Linked DNA regions of Danio rerio: region 2 is linked to region 1. The links are chromatin contacts, called in public Micro-C maps. All regions are on one chromosome and are shown on one strand. Each heading gives the region's core, a stretch centred on a gene start, on an enhancer-like site or on the middle of the called end of the contact. The rest is flanking DNA. Distances are from core to core; before and after follow the strand shown.

Region 1 (5,250 bases), core at 1,278-3,777:
CTTATGTGTGTATTATTGTTTCATATCATTTTGCTGTATATGTCAGTTTGCCGTTTTAGGTTCTTTCATACTTGGTGGATATGTTGGAGACATTTGCAAACAGGTTATTAGTTCTCAAAGAAGCATGTGTCTGAACAGGGCACTTCCAGTGGTCAATGGGGCAACTTTTAGGTAATTAAACCTTGAGTTGAAATTGTTTTTCTAGTCCTTCGAGGATGTATTTTGACTCATTTTTATGGACAAAAAATAAATCTGAAATACAATAAAAAAATGCGAGCACATGTGTATGTATATTTATGTTTGCTAAGATTATATTAGTCAGTTTCAAATGTAAAACAATCCTATGCTTATCAGTTGTCAAATTTTTTTTCCAATAAAGGCTGATACACACCAGCACGCTTTTTGTTTGCATTTATCGTCAGCGTTTAAGACGTTTATTTATTTATTTATTTTTTTTCCACTGGCGTCAAGCAGAAAAGTATGCAAAATCACACCTTGAAGTTAGATGGCGCTACTTAAAAGAACACAGAAGAAGAAGAAAAAGTCTACGCACTTGTTGTTGAAGTAACAGGTGATTTGAACAAGCATGGATGGTTCAATTAGCAGCTTCAGCTCTAGCCATTTAAAAAAATTGTTATTGTTCACCAGGGCAATAAGCAGCTCCACGTTCATATTGCCTCTGGGCATCTTCTTCAGTGTGTGCTCTCATTGACAGTTTTGCACTTGAGTGCCTTAAGTGTTGTTTACTGTAACTTCAGCAGCTCCATGCACATGAACAAAAATGGCAATCTGATTGGTGGAGAAGGTTTTGACGTGGCTCGTCAAAGAAAGAAAAAACGAGCATAAGGCATTTCTTAAAAAACTACGCTTTTTACACCTGCCGTTCACTATCCTTTTGCTTAATGCCTGATTTATCAGCGTTATGAACTGCCCATTTCTCTGGCATAAATTTTATGCAACGCATGCCCTTCCAGCCATAACCCAACACTGGAAAACACCCATGAACTCTCATTCACACACTCATACACTATGGCTAATTTTGTTCACCCAGTTCTCCTTTACCACATGTCTTTGTGAGGCAACAGTGCTAGTCATTAAGTGCTAGTCATTAATCTGCAAGATACAATTGTATTTTGAAAAAAAAATAATAATAAATTCCAGTTCTGAAATGGAAGGACACTGTGGAGACCACCTTTTAAACTGTGGGGAGATGTGACAAACACAGATATGGCTAGCCCTCTCAGGGGAAGAACTACATAAGGGAAGATGGTTAGCTGGTAGGTAAGATGTGGATTTATCCAGCATAAGAACTCACCATCGCTAAAGAAACACTTATGGGGTTACTCAGAGTGGAACTACGCATAGGAAACAAAAATCCTCAAAATGTAGGCAGACAAAGCAGGCATACAACACAACTTAATGGGCCAAGTATCCAGTTCTGTCGAGTCGGGTGTTGAAGATCATGGAGGAACTCTTTATGTTTTACAAGCCACATATTATCAATGCCCCCAGAGGAGTGATGACACTTGATGGTGTGTTGTGCAAATCTTGGCACTGGCCTGTGCAGTCAGCACTGCTGTGATCTCCGCAATCTGAGCAGAGAAAGTGATTACAAGTGTCAAATACCTTAAGATCCTCTGAAAATTTTCAGTGTGACTACGGTTTTCTCTATTTCAAAGAGAGCCATGCAGTGAGATGGTCTTGCTCCATCCTAAGAAAAGAGATGCTCTGTCTGAGCATGTCTGTCACTTAGTTTACCCAAAGTCACAAGGGCTGAAATGAGAAGCGCTAATTTTAACTGTCCCAAATTGATGAGGCACAGGGAAGTGATCATCAATTGATGATGCGAAATGTGCAAGAATAAGCAAATTGCAGCGCAAGTTGAGGATGTGTATCTTCCAAAGAGGGGTCCGAGCACACTCCATGAATTTCTGGAAAACCCATGTAAACATTGAGCCTAAAGGTCTCTGACCCTCATGTCTGACCCCCACTCCTGGATGAGCAGTCTCTAGGCATCTTAAGTACGAAATAGAGATTTGAAAAACACGGAATATAGATTCATCATAACTAACCACTCTTATAAGGTACAATGAAGTATGTTATGTAAAACCTACTCTTCTGCCCTCGTGGAGCACGGCCTGGACCTGGTAGACCAGGTATGTGATCATAGCATGCAAGGTGGAGGCAGCATGGCCCTCAGCAGTGCAAGCTCATGCACTCTCCAGAGAGAAAGAATACACACCTTGTAATGAAGCTGCGAACAATCCTATGATGTGGAGGTGCTCTGCTGGCAGTGTACTGTATTTTGAGATTCTGAGAACAAAACCTAAATTCTCCTCTTGTTCTCACGGTAGTGTGTTTAATTGTTTATTCATTTTCTCATGGCAATACAGGTAAAGATTATTTTTTGACCACTTAAGTCCTGAAAATTTCCTGTACAGTTACACTGATAATAAAGACCAAAGAACAACCACTGGAATCAATAGTGACATGAATAGTCTCCCATAAAAGCAATGGAGTCTCAAAGCATTTCCCATGAACATGGAAATGCAAGTACTTGTAAACTTTTCCATGAATTCTTTTAAAAGGTTGGATGTCATTGCTGCCATCCAGCAGAGGTTTAGACTACAGGAAACTTTTGTTTGGATCCAGGGAAATGGGCACTTTTCTTTTTGTAACTTATCCAAATAAACCAATACATATTTTGGCACTCAGAAAGTTGAGAGCAATGTGTTACTCATAACAACCATGGTGCTTCAGGAAAGACTGCAGGAAGTCAACATTTTAATTTAGGTTATTTCTCCCCCTAGTGGTTATGTTGCTAATATCTTCATCTCAATCTCATGTTCTGTTCTTTTCTCTGCTTCTTCTCCACTGTCACACTGAAAGGATAATGGAGTAAAATGTCAGTAAGCTTATTGTATAATTAGTAAAACTGATCAATTAGCATGTGATTTAGAAGGGTGTATAGTCTCTGGTGACCAAAGAGATTTTGTTGTTATGCTTTTTTCTTCTGCATTATATGTTACTGTATTATTCGGTTGACATTGCATCTAAAGTTTGTTTGTTTGGTGGATGGAATAATAATTTTTAGAACAATATAAAAACATTCTTCACAGAAGTAGCACATTTTCCTCATTCATTCAATCTGCCATATTAATAACTTTTGAATGAGAATTCATAACGTTTCTCATTGAGTATTCTTTAGTATTTGATGCCAAAATCTTCCAGCAGAGAAATTGATTGTCACAGCAGCTGATAATTGCTTTAAGTGGGCGGAAATGCTCTTGGCTACACTTTTGTGAAATTTGTTGGAATGAGCCAAAAAGCCCCAGGTGGAAGCTGTCGTTTGGAGCTGGCCTGAGAACAGACTCCTCTATTTAGTACAGCTGGTGTCAGAAGAGCTGCCCAGGACAACATCCATCAGCATTAGAGCCAAACATCTGCTGGCATGCCTTTTCCATCACTCTCATCTCATTCCCAACAGTTCAGTAGATATGCACGGACATCAGGATCTCACAAGCCCGAAAGATTCTCCACAGCTGCTCCTCATGTAAATGTAGAGTCAATGTGAAATCGATTGTATAGTCTTTGTGGGAGATATTCTGCTTAGATCATAGTCAAAGATAGTCTGGACACTACACCAGCTCAAATGTTGACAGATCTGCATGCTTTAAAATTAGGAATCTGTTTTTCGTCATTTTAATGCATAAGGGAAGCTGTTCAGTCAGTGTAACGGTGTTATTCCCTTTATGTTGTCATTCATTCATTCGTTCATTCATTCATTTTCCTTCAGATTAGTCCCTGATTATCAGGAGGCGATAGTGGCACAACAAAACGATAGTGACACAACAATAGCGAAGGGGGTGGTATGAGATTTTTTTTTTGGAGGGGTTTGGGGGGGTATGGGAGTTGGGGGGCGGTTGTCTTGGACGAAAGTGAAGAGCACCGTATGGGGATGTTGTCACAGATAAAAATTAAGAGTGGGGGGTGGTGGGTTAAGGTACTTGGGAGGGGAGGTGTCCTGAGAGCCCCTAATATTATTTCTTGGGCTCTAAAACTATGTGGGCCCTTTGAATCATCTTAAATTTCTTCCCCAGGGGTCGCCACAATGAAATGAACAGTCAAATATTCAAACACATATACACTCGCATTCACACATACATACATCACAGACAATTTTGTTACCCAATTCACTTATACTGCATGTCTTTGGACTGTGGGGGAACAGGAGCACCTGGAGGAGACTTATGTGAAACTCTACACAATAATGCCAACTGGTTGATCCGGGACTCAAACCATCACCCTTCTTGCTGTGAAGCGACAGTGCTATACACTGAGCCACTGTGCCACCCTTTTATTTTCTATATTGTAGACTTAGTGTTGTTTTAAATGTTCTTTAGAACTTATTAAGCCATGTTCTTTGAGGAAACCCTGAGGATTTTTTTCTGCACAAAGTCTGTCTCTCTATAGTCCCTCCCTTTCAATAAAATATTTGACACTAGCCAATGCACAGCGTCACATTATATATTCTAAAAAAATATCAAATGTATGATAAAACAAAATTCCAGGTAATGATTTATTTGATTGGTTTTAGTTTCCATTCTTTTAAAGCAACACTAATGCAGAGTTCAGACTATGATTTTGGCCCCGATTTTGACTCGCAAACAGGTTTTGAGAAATCTGCCTTATGGCCCATTTCCACTTAGTGGTACACTACAGTTTGGTTTGGTACGCTTTTATGGCCGTTTCCACTGTCAAAAAGCGTACCAAACCATACCATACCACTTTTTCAGCACCCTTTCGAAAGGGTACCAAACAGGAGAAAGGGGACCAAAAGGTGGAGCTACACATGCAGCTGAACGCTGATTGGTTAGAGATACGTCACAAGCTCGTGGAGCTAGACAGAATGAAAACAAAGTAACCGCCATGTTTTTTAATACAAAGCCGAGGCATTACATGGAAATATTATATGCATATAAAAATGAGCCGTGGATGACCCGGGCTCAAACAAACCATGTGGTTGTCTTGATGAACAGACACAAAGCCAAGAAGAAAAATCTGCCGTGTTCTGTTGTTGTTTTACGAGACCGTCTAAAAGAGCAAGCAGTTTTTGCTTTCTTCCGGGAGCTCGCGATCGCATCTAACGTTATATTTCAAATAAAGAATTTCTTGAGCTGATGATAATAACTAGTGTGTGTTTATTGAAGTGTCTCTGTCATCTGATCCATTCAGAAAGAAAAGGACAAG
Region 2 (5,250 bases), core at 736-3,235, 190 kb before region 1:
ATCAGCTGACATTACAGAAACTCCATTAGTTTATGTGTCAGCTCTGCCCTTATATTTGAAGTCTCGTTACAGTTTTGTTTCGTTGGGTTAAGTAAATGCATGCATTTTCTTTCGTTTAAGGCAAAAAATCTATACAAAACGAAGAAAAAAAATTGCTTTATAAAATTTACAGTTTATGTAAAAAAAATACAGACACAGAATTTCTGCAGTACAGACTTTTTTTGCAGAAGGACATCACTGCAAACAGAAAAAGCACCACAATTATAATAAAATAACAAAGTAATCTTCTATACTGCCCGGTCTTTTGCCACATGTTCTCATCCACATTATACTTGATATATTCTGTGGCCCGGCACGGTAACTGTGGCCCTTTGGCCTATTATGTTTTTCCTATGGCGACATCCCCAGCCTTGTCAACATTGAAAATTTCATGTGGTACTTGATTGGCCTCTAACTTCATGACTCTCTGAAAGTAATTAGACACAGTGTATGCAAATGCTGTATATGTACTGTATGTACTAATGAACTCCAGGTTTATACTCCAGGTATTGGTGACAGAGTTCTTTGATGTTCCTTTCAAAAACCTCAAAAGTCCTCTATTAGAACATATGATCATGTGATTGGAAAAACCAAAACAAGACATGAGTGTGCTTTCTAGATGGGAATCAGCTGTCATATATATATATATATATATATATATATATATATATATATATATATATATATATATATATATATATATATATATATATATATATATATATATTTATGTATTTATTTATTTATTTATTTATATAACCGCAATATGCTGTTTCTCATTGGCAATTGAATAAAATACAGGGAATAAACTTGTGTTTCAATTCACAATTAGAACAGCTGTTCCTTTTGACTTTATCCTATATAATTTCTGTTTAGAGCATAATGTTATCTGTTCTGACATACTGTGTTAAAGCATTTGTAAATTTGACTGTAAAATTACATTGTTTTGTTCTTGGTTGTGCTTGTGTGTAAAAGAAGTTAAAGCATTTTAAATTTGTGTTAACTGGATGCATTTTGTGTCAAAACAACAAGAAATGTGTTAATTGTATAGCCCACGAAGACGGATGTTGTGCTAACCGTGTTAAGAGTTTAGGAAACTTGTTAAATGTATTGATAAAAGTGTCATAGCAATTGTAAAAAACGGTAAGTTATAGCTATATTGCATGTCCGTTTATGTTAAATAAGTTTTCTAATTTAAAAAATGCCTAAATAAATAAAAAATGCAGCATTGTATGTAACCGCAGGAATACAGCAGGAAATGTAAACCGTTCTACAAAATCAAGTAATGATTAACCAACAGAGTGAAAGTGAAAGTACACCGATGCAACAGTCTATAGCAATTTACAGTAAATGATGGCAACTCAAGATTCTTTGTTTTTTCTGTCCATCTTTGATTGATAATATACTTCAAAACAAATAAAAATGTAGTTACAAATATATCAATAAATTGTCTATAAGGAAAATTGTCTAAAATATTAAATTATGAATGTATGGGGGAAATCAAATTAAGGTAGCCTATATGGAAATGTGAAAACGTACTCATAGAAACATCCAACCTCAAAAAAAAAAAAAAAAAAAAAACTTTTTTACTTGTTCAAACTACTTAATTAAAATAAGCTGAAACAACGCAATTCTTAAGATTTCATAGGAACAACTTAATGTCTTAATGTTCAATCCACATAAATTTGTTAAAAGTGTTAAGTTAATCGATTTGTGTTGGGACAGTATGCATAAATTGTGTGGAACCCAGCATTTTTACAGTGCACATTTGTGTGTGTGTGTGTGTGTATATATATATATATATATATATAAAATTTTATTTTTTTCTTTGAATGCATTAATCATATGCAGCATTAAGGAATATTGATTTCCCGGAAAGAAGGCAATTCCACAAAGCAACTTTCCAGAGATCCGCCCCTAGTCCCTCCTCATATCATTATCCTATGAGATGAAATAGTATAAACTACAACACGTGCATTTAAACAGCAACAAAACTCCCCACTTTGACAGAATTTGATGAAGGGTAGCTACTGAACATACCAATAGCTAGTGAAGAAAACAGGATGACAGAAAAAAAGAAAGGTAAGATTTTGAAATAAGACAATGGTAACTTGTAAACAACAATACAGAAATAAGACAATGAGATAGGGTTTAAACAGTAATTTAGAATTAAGTTTTATGCTTCATTAACAAATCAATTTACAGCAGATCACATATTTTAATTGTCAATAAATAATTCGATTATTGTTAATATTATTTGTTATTAAGAGTTTCGCGCAGTACTGGAAAGTGATTGTTGTGTGTTGCGTCAAGAAATCTTTTCAAACTGGTAGGCTATATTGGTGCGTAGCGGCGGCATCTAGTGGCCTGATGCCGGTAGAGAATTGAAACTTTGCTTTCCCCTTAACAGTAATCTCTGAATGACAACTAAACTAAATTCTTGGTTCTGTCCAAATTTACTTTTGACGCGCTTGGAACGATGCAGTCTTGTATTATTGAACCAGGCTGACCTATCTGTACCGGTTAGCTTAAAATAATGATTAATGGATCCGACCAACTGGCAATTCAGTATAAGCCTACATATATTGGGAAAATATGTTGATGCCAGATTTTTTTTCTTTTCCAGAGAAAGTGAAGTGCGTGTGTCACACGTCGTGGAGCCTGAAAGCGATTTCTTTCCACTCAGCTGTGAAGGGTCGTCTAATAACGTTGAGTGAAGATGGTCGTCAGGTGACTAGGGATGTTTCGTCATTCTGCCACGGACTGACATTTAGCGGGCGACAGGTTAAAATAGAGGAAAAGGTGTGCCTGCGAGTCGAGCAAAGTGTTGGACGTTGGCACGGAGCACTGAGGGTCGGATTTGCTCATGTTGCACCCGATCAAACAACGTTACCACCTTTTGCCATTCCAGACTTGACAAACTCACCACTTTACGCGGCAGTTGTAGTTCCCGTGAACACTTGTCGACCTGGCTCAGATATTCAGTTTTGGTTGAAGAAGAATGGCTGTCTGCGCGTACAAAGTTCTGATGGTAGAACACAATCAGTGCCAACCGCCCTGAATGTCAAGTGGCCCATTTGGGCAATTATTGACGTCTATGGACAGACCACAATGGTGACGATGCTTGGTGAGGCTTTTTTGAATTTTCAATAAAAAAATAAAATAAAATAAAAAAACAAAATAAAATAAAATAAATAAACAAATATTATTAAAAGAAATAAACTTTATATATTTAAATAATACTTTTTTGCTGGTTTGTTTTAATATTGATTGGCTTAATATACAACACAGGAACATAAATGTTTAGTGCTTTTCCCTTTGCCTAACAGTGCATGTGGCATGTCTGTGTTATAGGTTCCAAAAAGAAATGTTTTATTTTCACCAGAAGGTCTTGTCCTGCTCTCACACACATCAAATACACTGAAGATCAAGACATTCAGCAAACAAAGAAACAACTGAGCATGCCGGAGCAGGCAAACCTGAGAAAGGTTCATCTTGTCAACACAGGTAATATGATTATGAAAGAAGATTATGTCCAAGGCAGCCATTGTATGTAGTTTTACCACTTGTTATCTTTCTTTTTCTTCCTCAGAACATGAAGGCCAAAACTGTGAGGAATGTGTAGTGTGTTACGGTGATGCAGAAAACACTCGTTTGAGCTGTGGTCATAAATGTGTTTGCACTCCGTGCGCCATGAAGGTTTATATGACATTTGGTACGTGCCCTCTTTGTCGTAAGCGATTGGATTTTGTCCAACCATATGGCAACTAGTTTACTGTCAAACTAGTGACTTTTTGTTGTATATATTTTGCACAGTGAATTACAGAATTGTTTTCTAATGTACAGATCTAACAGTGTGCAGAATTTGTGTACTGTATTTGCACTCTAAAGTATCTCTCCTTTGTAAGTCGCCTTGGATATATCCAATATATTACAGTTTGATTGTATATTTATACATAGGCTATTCATGTTTTAATATAACATGTAGGCCTATCTGTGATGTAAAATTGTATAAAGTATTGTAAAAAAAAAGTGTATTTAGGTATGTATATACTGAAAATATGTAGACTATATATTTATGTAATCTGAACAATGATTGTTTTTCTTCCAAAAAGAATAATAATAAAAAAAAAATATATATATATATATATATATATATATATATATATATATATATATATATATATATATATATATATATATATATATATATATATATAAGTATATATAATTTAAAGGATTTTGTTGATCAATTTGCCAAAAAGTGAAGTGAAGTGGTTGCACTCTTGAACATATTTCACTAGGTGTCAGTATTGCATAGGTAAACATAAACTCCAAAGAACAGTAAGTACCCTGGCAAAGTGCGTTTGATTAGTTAACGTTTACGCTAATTTTAATTCTTTTAAGATGTTCATTTAAAACGCCTAAAAAGTAGTTGCATTTACAGTAAATCATCTTTGATAAAAGCACCTTTTATCTAAAGTACGAAAATAAAATGTTCATATTGATATTTGTATATGGATATTTTTAATGTTTATATTGATGTTTATATTAAACTTTTTTTGCATTTTTGTCTATGCCCAAAAGTGAGACCAAAATTAAAGGGATTAAAACCATTTTAATGAATCATATATGATTTCATAAATCATATGTTTATTGTATGTTGAATGAGAAGTGTTGCCTTTAAAAGAGTATTGTTAGTAGCTGTGAGAAAAGCTACATTTAATCCTGTTGGATCATTATGAATGTCAAATGTATGAACATTCTTATTCTATAATTAGTGGACTAATGTGACAAGTAAACCTCTGGGTTTGTGGAAGTTATTGTAGTAGGACATAATGATAATTAAAAGAAATAGTTCACCCAAAAATGAAAATCAAGTTAATATTTAGTTACTAGTTTCAAACCTTTATGAATTTATTTATTCTCTTAAACACAAAACAATACATTCTGAAGAAAAATGGAAACCATAGCTTTAGTCTTCCAAAGTATTTGTTTCAATGAAAGATTACGATTACAGGTTATCGGATGTCTTTAAAAAATCTTCTTTTTCATTCAACAGAAGAAATAAAGTCATAAAGGTTTGGATTCATTTTATAGAGAGTAAATAGTGTGTAAATTTCCATTTTTGGCTAAACTATCCCTTTAAGGTTTAGGAGAACACTGACTGTATGAAAAAAATGAAGGAAGTCCTGAAGTTGCAAGTCATGT

What was found. A called contact is a pair of places that touch in the nucleus more often than the background predicts.
Region 2: a contact with region 1 is called in a Micro-C map of caudal fin, with 3 times the contacts expected there. The contact joins the promoter of LOC101885672 here to the enhancer-like site in region 1. A contact is called at or near these places in 2 of 18 Hi-C or Micro-C datasets (caudal fin and an unstated tissue).

Annotation. Positions count from the first base shown.
Region 1 is chr8:45,103,483-45,108,732 of GRCz12tu, reverse strand. All of the region lies in intron 6 of pdlim2 (PDZ and LIM domain 2 (mystique)), which reads left to right. Among named protein-coding and RNA genes, the nearest start is that of adgra2, 55 kb to the right of the region's middle. Within about 2 kb of position 2,527, at least 5 of the 62 cell types and tissues checked have an H3K27ac peak or open chromatin away from gene starts, as enhancers often do. A contact at or near this core is called in caudal fin, where this site is marked.
Region 2 is chr8:45,296,579-45,301,828 of GRCz12tu, reverse strand. LOC101885672 (E3 ubiquitin-protein ligase NEURL3) reads left to right here and starts at 1,985. Exons shown (of 4, transcript XM_073909924.1): 1 at 1,985-2,121; 2 at 2,666-3,166; 3 at 3,394-3,546; 4 at 3,632-4,148. The coding sequence starts at 2,103. The coding sequence ends at 3,810.